2 separate regions of the Mus musculus genome follow, and region 2 is linked to region 1. Evidence: chromatin contacts called from public HiChIP or PLAC-seq data. All regions are on one chromosome and are shown on one strand. The core of a region is the stretch at or near the end of the contact, and the rest is flanking DNA. Distances in the headings are between cores, read along the strand shown.

The links. HiChIP or PLAC-seq counts read pairs in DNA pulled down with a chosen protein or histone mark.
Region 2: an HNF4G HiChIP or PLAC-seq map of pancreatic cancer cells shows a contact between it and region 1. The contact joins the promoter of Dio3 here to the enhancer-like site in region 1. A contact is called at or near these places in 4 of 39 promoter capture datasets (the 3T3-L1 cell line, hippocampal neurons, liver and 1 more), 4 of 484 Hi-C or Micro-C datasets (adipose-derived mesenchymal stem cells, nephron progenitors and uterus), 1 of 115 datasets of contacts at active chromatin or transcription factors (pancreatic cancer cells) and 1 of 9 other capture datasets (adipose tissue).

Annotation. Positions count from the first base shown.
Region 1 is chr12:110,118,478-110,122,950 of GRCm38.p6, reverse strand. No RefSeq gene overlaps it. Among named protein-coding and RNA genes, the nearest start is that of Gm34719, 33 kb to the right of the region's middle. Within about 2 kb of position 2,875, at least 10 of the 459 cell types and tissues checked have an H3K27ac peak or open chromatin away from gene starts, as enhancers often do. A contact at or near this core is called in pancreatic cancer cells, where this site is marked.
Region 2 is chr12:110,277,446-110,282,001 of GRCm38.p6, reverse strand. It overlaps Dio3 (deiodinase, iodothyronine type III), which reads right to left and starts at 2,772. Exons shown (of 1, transcript NM_172119.2): 1 at 905-2,772. The coding sequence starts at 2,770. The coding sequence ends at 1,856. Dio3os (deiodinase, iodothyronine type III, opposite strand) reads left to right here and starts at 3,934. Exons shown (of 4, transcript NR_002866.2): 1 at 3,934-4,019; 2 at 4,253-4,451. It overlaps Mir1247 (microRNA 1247), which reads left to right and starts at 3,873; the gene lies at 3,873-3,954.

The sequences.
Region 1 (4,473 bases), core at 1,626-4,125:
GGAAAGCATGGATTCTGGTCCCTGTAGTGTCCTGCTGGACATTTATGGCATTGCCCGGTTGGTCATTTAATGCACTACAACCCTTTAAGAAACCCAGATACCCTCCAGCCTGGGGTTAAAATCAACCTGACTTTCTTTTCTGTGGATGTCTGCTTTGTTGTGGAAATTTCAAGAAGGTTGGTTCTTGGTAGCAACAGTTGCTAGGTAAGGTATGCCTGCCTCCAGAGCCAGCAGAGAGGGTGGGAAGGTAAGATGGAGCCAGGACTGGACAGCTGGGACAGATAGGGGCTTGTGGTGAAGGGTGAGGTTGCATAGTGGCCACAGTGTTCTACCTGCCCCTGCTAGGATCTGCTCTAAGCGACATTCCCTTCAGCTTCCATTTCTACAAAAAGCTAAACATCATCGCCTGGGATCACTTAGGGGCTCACTGGCAGCATGTTTTAGACATCTTCACTTCCCAGGGATGGGACCCAGGAGCTCATAGATGTGTGAGCAAAGCAGGCACAGTTACTAGACTACAACTACACTCAAGCGGGTAGGGTTGGAGCCTTCGCAGTCACCTTGGATGCTGCGAGCATCTTTCCAAGAGGCTGCTACAGTGTCAAAGGCTGCTACAGCTGCTGTTTGCATGGCTGGTCTTCTGGTCTTTCCACCTGAGGAGCCTTTCTGACCATAGGTGCTACTATCACACCCTCCCAGCTAACTTCTAAGTTTAATATCAAGAAAGAGTCCCCATGGTGCATTTTCTTGCCTTCCTCTTTCGACATCCTAACTTCCCTATAGCTTCCCAGGCACCCCGGAATACCTCACAGGCCTGCTTTTGCATTTTCATGCTGTCAGGACCCTTCCTGAGGGTCCAGGAGGCAGGGTTTGCTGCCTGGAGAAAGGGGGCTAGGTGACAACTGTAGAGAGGATATGCCTGGCTTGTTTCCAGAAAGACAAGTTTTCCATGGGAGGAGTGATGTTCTCCTCAAGGCAGAGGCCAGTAAAATGGGAAAACCTGGACCAATCCATAAGGCAAGCAAGCGCAACAGAAATGGAAACTAGAGAGGAAAGGTTGGGGTCTTATTGTTGTTGGTGGATGTGGTGGTTTGAATATGCTTGGCCCAGGGAGTGGCACTATTAGGAGGTGTGGCCTTGTTGGAGGAAGTATGCCACTGTGGGCATGGGCTTTAATACCCTAGTCCAAGCTGCCTGGAAATCAGTATTCTGCTAGCAACCTTCTGATGAAGATGTAGAACTCTCAGCTCTTGCCTGCCTGGATGCTGCCATGCTCTTGCCTTGATGATAATGGACTGAACCTCTGAACCTGTAAGCTAGCCCCAATTATTAGTAAGAGTTGCCTTGGTCATGGTGTCTGTTCTCAGCAGCAAAAGTCAAACTAAGACAGCAGACTTCTTTTGTTTGAGATTGAGATTTCCCTGTAGGCTTAGGAGACAGGCAGGCAGGTTGGAGCTTGGCAAGAGGTGTCAGGTGTTGGGGAAGTGGGATGGAGCCTTGGGGGAGCAGGTGAGCCATGCACTGCTAGGAGGAAGGCAAATGACAAGGGAAGGGGAAGAGAAGCCTTCAGAGCTGAGTGAGATTGGAGGGAGAAGAGAGAGGCCATTGCCTCCTGGGAGGGAGCTAAAAACAAGAATCCCTGCAGCTGCCTGCAAAGCCAGAATTGACCTCTAGTTGGAGCCCAGCTTCCTGGGGACGGGGATCCTGTTGTGTTACCCATTGCTTGGGCTGCAGTCAGAACAGCAGACTGTGGGTTTCCTTTCCATTGTTAGCAGGCTCCTGAAGTGACTCCTTGGGACCACTGTCCATGGCGATTGTCAATAGAGCACACAAGGTGGATAGCACAGTCCCTGCAGGGCCAGTTGACCAGCTCCGTGTGTGTGTGTGTGTGTGTGTGTGTGTGTGTGTGTGTGTGAAGGCTGGCGTTTCTGAATGGAAACTCTTGAGATCCTACCCCTCCTGAGGATTTATAAGCTATTGATGGTTGCTTGAAGAGGGAGGGATGCTTTCTTGAGTGGTGTAGCTATTGGCAAAGTAAGCTTTCCATACCTCCATAAATAACCCTTCACCCATACTCCTGTGAGAAGCCCTAACTAAACTTACTGGATCGACATGAGACAGTGGAAGGGGCTAGCTGGGAAGAAGAAAAACTTTAGCAGAAGTAAGGAGGGAGCAAGGAATGGGGCAGAGTGAGTGTGCTCATACGCGCAAATAAAAATATCATTACAAGAGTCATATAATTAATATATCCCAATAAGGAAGAAGCCATACTTTCAAGTGAAAGGTAAATTTGTGGGAAACAACAAGCCTCACCTTACTGATTTCCAGCGGATGTGCCTGCAATACCTCTGTCCTCAGTTGGTCTGACCTTTAGAGCTCATTTCTTTCTGCTTCTCAACTACTTCACCTGACTGCTGCCTCCATGTTACAGCTTGCGTGCTCTGAGCTGTCCCCTCTTCCCTCTGCCCACACTCATCATTTTCAGGAACTCTGCCTTGTAAACTGAATGTTGCAGACTGCAGTCACAGGGCCAAGCCCTTCCCACGCCCTGGCTTTGTAAATAAAGTTTTATTGGGACACAGCCAAGCGTACTCATCTACATATCGTCTATGGCTGCCTCTGATGGCACAGCGGGGTAGAGTGGTTGCCACAGAGGCCACGTGACCTGCAAAGGCAGAAATATTTACTGTCTGCCTCTTACAGGAAAGGTTGCCAATACCCCTGCTGTGAGAGGTGCTGCTGGCATATCTAATTCGTTGAGGTCTGGAGTGCAGAATTGTGGAGGGTTTTTTTCCCCCCTTTTATTCCAACACACTAAAGAAGGAAAGAAAGTATCCATAAAGTCTCCAGTGATAGGCAGGAAACAACCCCGGGCAGCCGCCTCTGAGCTCACATTTGAAGTTCAGGGAGTTTCTCTCATCAGGTCAGCTACACCTGAGGCAGGGTCTAAAAGGAGACACTGACACATTCCATCCAGATTCCCCTAACTGGGGCTGCTGAGATGGCTCAGCATGTTGAAGTTGTCACTGCCCAGGCTTGGCTACCTGAGGTCAATCCCTAGAACCCAGAGTGGAAGGAACCAGGTGTGATGGCTCATCTCCACAATCCCAGCACACACACCCATGCATGCATGCTCACACACAGAACCACCAAGCCCCAGTTCTCACATCCCTAAAAGTTGGTGTGTTTGTATGTATAAACAATGAAGGAGGTGATCTGACATGGAAGTGTAGCCAGTTATATAAATTTTGCCTTATTTTAGTTTAATTCAACTCAGATTAAAATTGTGAAATAGAATAGCAACTCTCCAGAAACGCCCAAGATGTTCCAGGCCCAGAGATCTGTCTGCCTGCCTGTCTACTATCACTCTATATGTAACCTGCCATCCATCCATCTATCTATCTATCTATCTATCTATCTATCTATCTATCTATCTATCTATCTATCTACCTATCTATCTACCTATCTATCTATCAATCTATCTATCTATCTATCTATCTATCTATCTATCTATCTACCACGTGTCTATTTTCATTATTCATCAATTGTTCATATCTGTATGTTTAGCTAATCAACATCTATCAATCATTATCTACAATGATTACCTATCATTATCTATCAATCACTACCTACATATTTATCATATTTTCTGTCATCTTGTTATCATCTATCTAATATCTATCATGTGTTAGTCACTTATCTATTTATATATCTATCTTTCTATCCATCATCTACCTGTCAACCATCATATTTATCTATCCATTTATCTATCTAACATCAGTTGCTATCTATTAATAATAGTCACAAGAATTCCAATCAGTTAAGCCAAGGTTTCTCAACTATGGCATTGTTGACATTGGAGGCAGAGAATTCTTAGGGGGTAAAGGCAAAGGGGGCTAGAGGTGTGGGATACTGGAAAGCCTTCATGGCCTTGGTCTATTAGATTCCAGTAGCACCTGAGGCTATTCCACCACTTGCCCTAGTCTGATGGCTCAAACCATATCTAGCTATTATGAAATGTCCACTTGGAAGGAAGTATCTACAAGAGAGAAAAGCAGAATTAGACCTTGGATAAGCACATGGTGCCATCTGGATGTGAGTATCTCTGCTTGGCCCCCTGGGGGCCCATGGGCCTGACCTGATCCCCCAGGCTCCTATGCACTTGGGTGATGTCTTGCCCTAGGTTCCTGGCAGCTTTGAGTTTCAGGGTCTTTGTCCACAGAAAGGCACACAATTTCTGCCTTGTTGACTCTCCAAGAAAAATTGCAGGAACCAGGTGTGATGGCTGATCTCTCCAAGGAGAATGAGGCAGGAGAATCACGAGGAGGGCCAGGCCAGCTGGAATACTTGATAAGACCTTGACTCAAACAAGCAAACAAGCAAGCAAACAAACAAACAAACAAACTGAACACACACACACACTGAGAGAGAGAGAGAGAGAGAGAGAGAGAGAGAGCAAGCATGAGTATCTCT
Region 2 (4,556 bases), core at 1,523-4,022, 160 kb before region 1:
GCCCCCTTCTCTGTTCATCTTACTTTTTCTGCTAAAATGTCATCAGCAAAACGAGATGCGGGGCGCACTGATCTCTTGTGTTCTGGGAGCTTCCTTCAACTCACTGAGCTGTATGGGGAAAGATCTAGGGCGAGCTTAGCGCTCGCGAGCGCCTGGCCATGGCTGCACAGGGATGGGTGCCAGCCGCCGCGCGACCTCCCTCCCCACCTTCCTCCACCCACATCTTTCTCATATTCCTTCTCTCCTCTGCTTTCCACCCCATAGCATGGTGAGGGGTGGGCGGCAGTGAGGTTTGGCTGAGGCTTGGTAAGCGGGTGTCCCGGGCACGAGAACACCCCAAGCACCCCCCCACCCAGATGTGGGAGTTGTGCCTGAGTAATGGAGACACTGGCCCTATGCGCCTTTCTGGTCGTACCTCCCAGCAACCTGGAGGAATGGTGGTAGACAATTCCACAGGTGCGACACTGCTAAGGAGGGCTGGGCCAGGGGTGCAATGGTAACCCAGGGGGCGAGCTTGGAGGTCCAGTCTCGCCTTACACAGCACCTTTCTCCCCATACCACCCAAAGCTGGGAAAAGTTAGACAGCGCTAAAATTGTCTTACTGCGCTCGCGCACCATAGCAAATGATCACCCCATTGCCTCACCAATCTCCTCATGGGTCTCTCATGAGTCTTCTTCTGGCCTGAAGTTCTCTGCGCAGGTGTGGCACGTGTAAGTGCATTTGCCATCCCAGGGAAACTCCTTCCTCCTCCGCCCATCTCCAGCCCCCCCCCACCCCTGCAGGACCTGGGTTCTTTCCCGTCCCTACTTTCCCCTAGAGTCACTATGGGGATGCCAGGGAGAAATTTGTGTTTAGTTCTTTTTGGTTTTTCAAAGACACGAGAAAATAAACGGACCAAAGGCAATCAGAGCAACTTCCTTCAAGTCTTTATTATTGTAGCTTAAAAGTTTATACACAAGGAATGTTTCCAACACAACATTCACTGATTGGTCTTCACCCCGCCCCACAACCCGCGCTTTCTGCCTAGGACTCCCAAGTTCTTCCCCTTCTCCTTGTCTTAGAACTAATCCCTTCTCCAAAAAGTTCTCGCATCCCTCCTGGGGACCTGCGAACCTCGCAGATTGATTCCCCAAGCCACTTCCTTTGGTCTCGAAGTCCATCCCTTACCATGTCCCTCTTCCACCCCTTTTTCGACGGTTCCCTGTGGAACCCAGAGCACTCTCCCCCTCTTACTTTAGGCGCTGTTTCGAGCCTCTCTGCAATTCAGAGCCGACCCGTGGTCAAGCCCAGTTAGAGGCGGTTCGTCATCAGCAGCCAGGGCTCCAGCGCACCCAAAGCTAGGCGGGGAAATTACCCTGCCCACCCTTTCCCTATCTCGAGCCCCTCCCCCAACCCAGGGATAAGAAATAAACACAAAAGCAGCAGGACTCCCTGCGCTCGACAGGTGGGTGCCAGGCAACTAGCTAGAGCCTGAGGCGCTGCTGGAACCCAGCTGCGCTCAGGGCGCGCGGGCGTGGCCAACAAGTCCGAGCTGTGAAATGCTGGGGACTTTCGCGCTTTGCCGAAGCAGCGCTGGAGACCTGGTGTCAGAAAGTCCAGCAGGTAAACTCCAGCAGGGACAAAGCTGTCAGTTCGAGCCACAGCAATGCTCCTGAGAGCAAGCCAAAAACGTACAAAAGGGAGTCACTATAGCAGAGTCTCAAGTTAGCCAGACTCAGCCTGAGTTCTGTGGCTGTGCTCATCTGTGTCATGGGGATCCCCCACAACCTTTGACTTTCTTTGGAGCATTTGCACGTGGGCTTCGAAGGCCCAGGAGACCCGGCCCACCAATTCAGTCACTTGTCCCTTGGTTATTTAGAATCGATGTGGCCTAGTACCATGCAACTGTTCATCATAGCGCTCCAACCAAGTGCGCAACTCAGACACCTGGTAACCGTCGGGGCCACGGCCTCCCTGGTACATGATGGTGCCACTCTGGATGACGTAGAGGCGCTCAAAATAGGCACCATATGCGGAACTGCTAGAGTTGGCCATAGTGTCCAGGACCAGAGCACAGCCAGGTGCACCTTGTTGTAGTACTCTCGCTGCGCTGACACGGTCCTCCAGGCTGCGGTGCTGGGGGATGACATAGGGTGAATCTGTGGTGACCCAGCCGTCGGATGGGTGGGCTTCCTCGATGTAGATGATAAGGAAGTCAACGTCGCGCTGGTACTTGGTGACCAGGCGCTGGAAGGCGCTCATCCGCGCCATGAACGGTGGTCAGGTACAGCTGCCAAAATTGAGCACCAACGGGCGGGTCCCTTGTGCGTAGTCGAGGATGCGCTGGCTCTGGAAGCCATCAGGTCGGACAACCTCCGAGTTGGGCGCTGGGCCACCCTCATGGGCTTGCTTGAAGAAATCCAATTTCTGGCCATGCCACACGGCTTTGAGAGAGGCCAGGGTGCACAGACGGTTGTCGTCTGATACGCATATGGGCGGGTCGTCAGGGGGCATCTCCTCGCCTTCACTGTTGAGCTCTACTTCGGGCTCAGGGTGGTCAGGATGGCGACGGCGCAGGAAATGCTTGCGGATGCACAAGAAATCTAAAAGCCAGAGCATGAAGGCCGTGCCTAGGAAGCGCGGGAACAGCACGAGGCACGAGGCGGTCTGGGCGCAGAGCCTCAGCGAGTGAAGCAGCAGAGAGCGGAGCATGGTGGCCGCGGGCCCCGAAGCCCCCGGGGGCCCTTCACCTTCTCCGACCACCAACCTCGAGGCGGCCTGGCGAGGCATCTGGTCCTCGGTGCTCTGGGAGCTCAATTTATAGTCAAAGCTTGAATTGGCGGGAGACTCCACCTCCGACCGGGGCCCGCCCCCTTGCAACTTGAGCCCGGAGGGATCACCCAGAGGCGCGGCCAATGCCCCAGAAATCTTGGGTCGAGGGCGGGCGCAGGCTGGTCGAGGGTGGAGCGGTGCGTCCCGGGGCTGGCAGGGGCGGGCCTGAGTCCCGCAGCCCGCTCTCAGGGGCGGGGGACCCCGAAGCCGCTGTGTCCAGGGACTAGGAGCCCGATCTCAGAGCCAAGCAGTCAGTGGTGGCAATGGTGTAACCCGCGCAAGCGCCTCGCACCTCCTAGGTCCCAGCGGGCGGGTCCCAGCCCGCGCCCTCTTCGCCGCGCACCTGAGCTGAGTTCCCCGGCGGCCGCAGCGCCGCGCCGGAGCTCCGGTTCGCTTCCCGCGCGCCGCCGCCAACGCCGCCCACGCTGCTGCTGCTCGTGCGGGGTCGCTGCCCAGGTACCGCGGGAGTCCAGGTCTGCGGCCGCCGCTCGGCCGGCCCCCGGCTGCAGCCCCGCCGGGGACGCGGGCCCGCGAGGAGGCAACTTTGGGTTCCCGCCGCCTTCCCCGCTCGCCCGCGGGCGCCGCTCGACTGCCGCAGCCCGTCCGCCCGCCTCCCGCGCGCGCTCACACTCGCGCCTCGCACACGGCCGCCCCCCGCACCGCCCCGCCACGCACACCGCGCTCCGCGCCCCCCGCCGCTGCCCGAGCTTGCCGCGCGCCGCCCCAGTCCGCGCCGCGCCCGCCCCGTCCCATCTCGCTCCCGCCGGACGCCGCGGTTCCCGGGTCAGCTGCCCCTCGGCTCCAGCCCGGAGGTGCCGAGGGCAGGGCCCGCGGGTGGGCTGGCGCCCAGCTCGGGAGACCCGGAGAGTCGCGGCAAGCGACGCCGGGCCTCGCCCTCGGCCGGCTCCGGGACGCCCTGGGCGCGGGGCGCTGCGGGCGCGGGGCGCGGGGCAGCGGGCGCGGGGCGGCGCCGGCCCCGGGCGGCTCTCCCACTAGGGGTAGCTGTTGCCTGAACGCGGGAGCGCTCCCCTCTCGCCGCTTGCCTCGCCCGGCGCAGCCCCGGCCGCCGGGCGCACCCGTCCCGTTCGTCCCCGGACGTTGCTCTCTGCCCCGGGAACGTCGAGACTGGAGCGCCCGAACTGAGCCACCTTCGCGAACTCGGAGCGCGGCGGCCCGACTCAACCGCGGAGGCGCCCGGACGCGTAAAGTGCGTACTTTCAACAGGGAACGTGTGCTGAGGCTTTTTAGGGGTGCGGGGCAACTCCCCAACAGCGTGGGGCTCTGGTCGGCTCTGCCACAGCGGCGCAGACCTCCTAATCTGTCTCTGCGCGTGGCGCACTGCTGGAGACTTGGGTTCAGGGGCGGCGGGGCTGCTTGACCTGGGGTCCTCGAGACCCTAAGCAAGTTCCACTTTAGATACACCTCACAATGACCCCTCAGGTCAAGGCCTCAACCCGAAGGCAGCGCCTAAGAATCGCACTCCCTAGAATGCTCCAGCACTCACAGGGGCCTTCTCTGGGGTAACGGGACCCCAGCCGGATACTACAGCTCCAGCTGCTTGCGTCCCATGCATCGCCCTCTCGGGAGAGACCAGCTACCTAACTTTCTCTACCAGAGACCGCGCTGGCGTCTCGGGAGGGTGAGCACAGTCAGACCACTTTCCATTAGCCATGGAACTTGTCCGGAAAAGTCGACCTCAAGTAGCCCAGAGGGCGCCCAGGTAGGCGCCCGCCCTCACCACCTG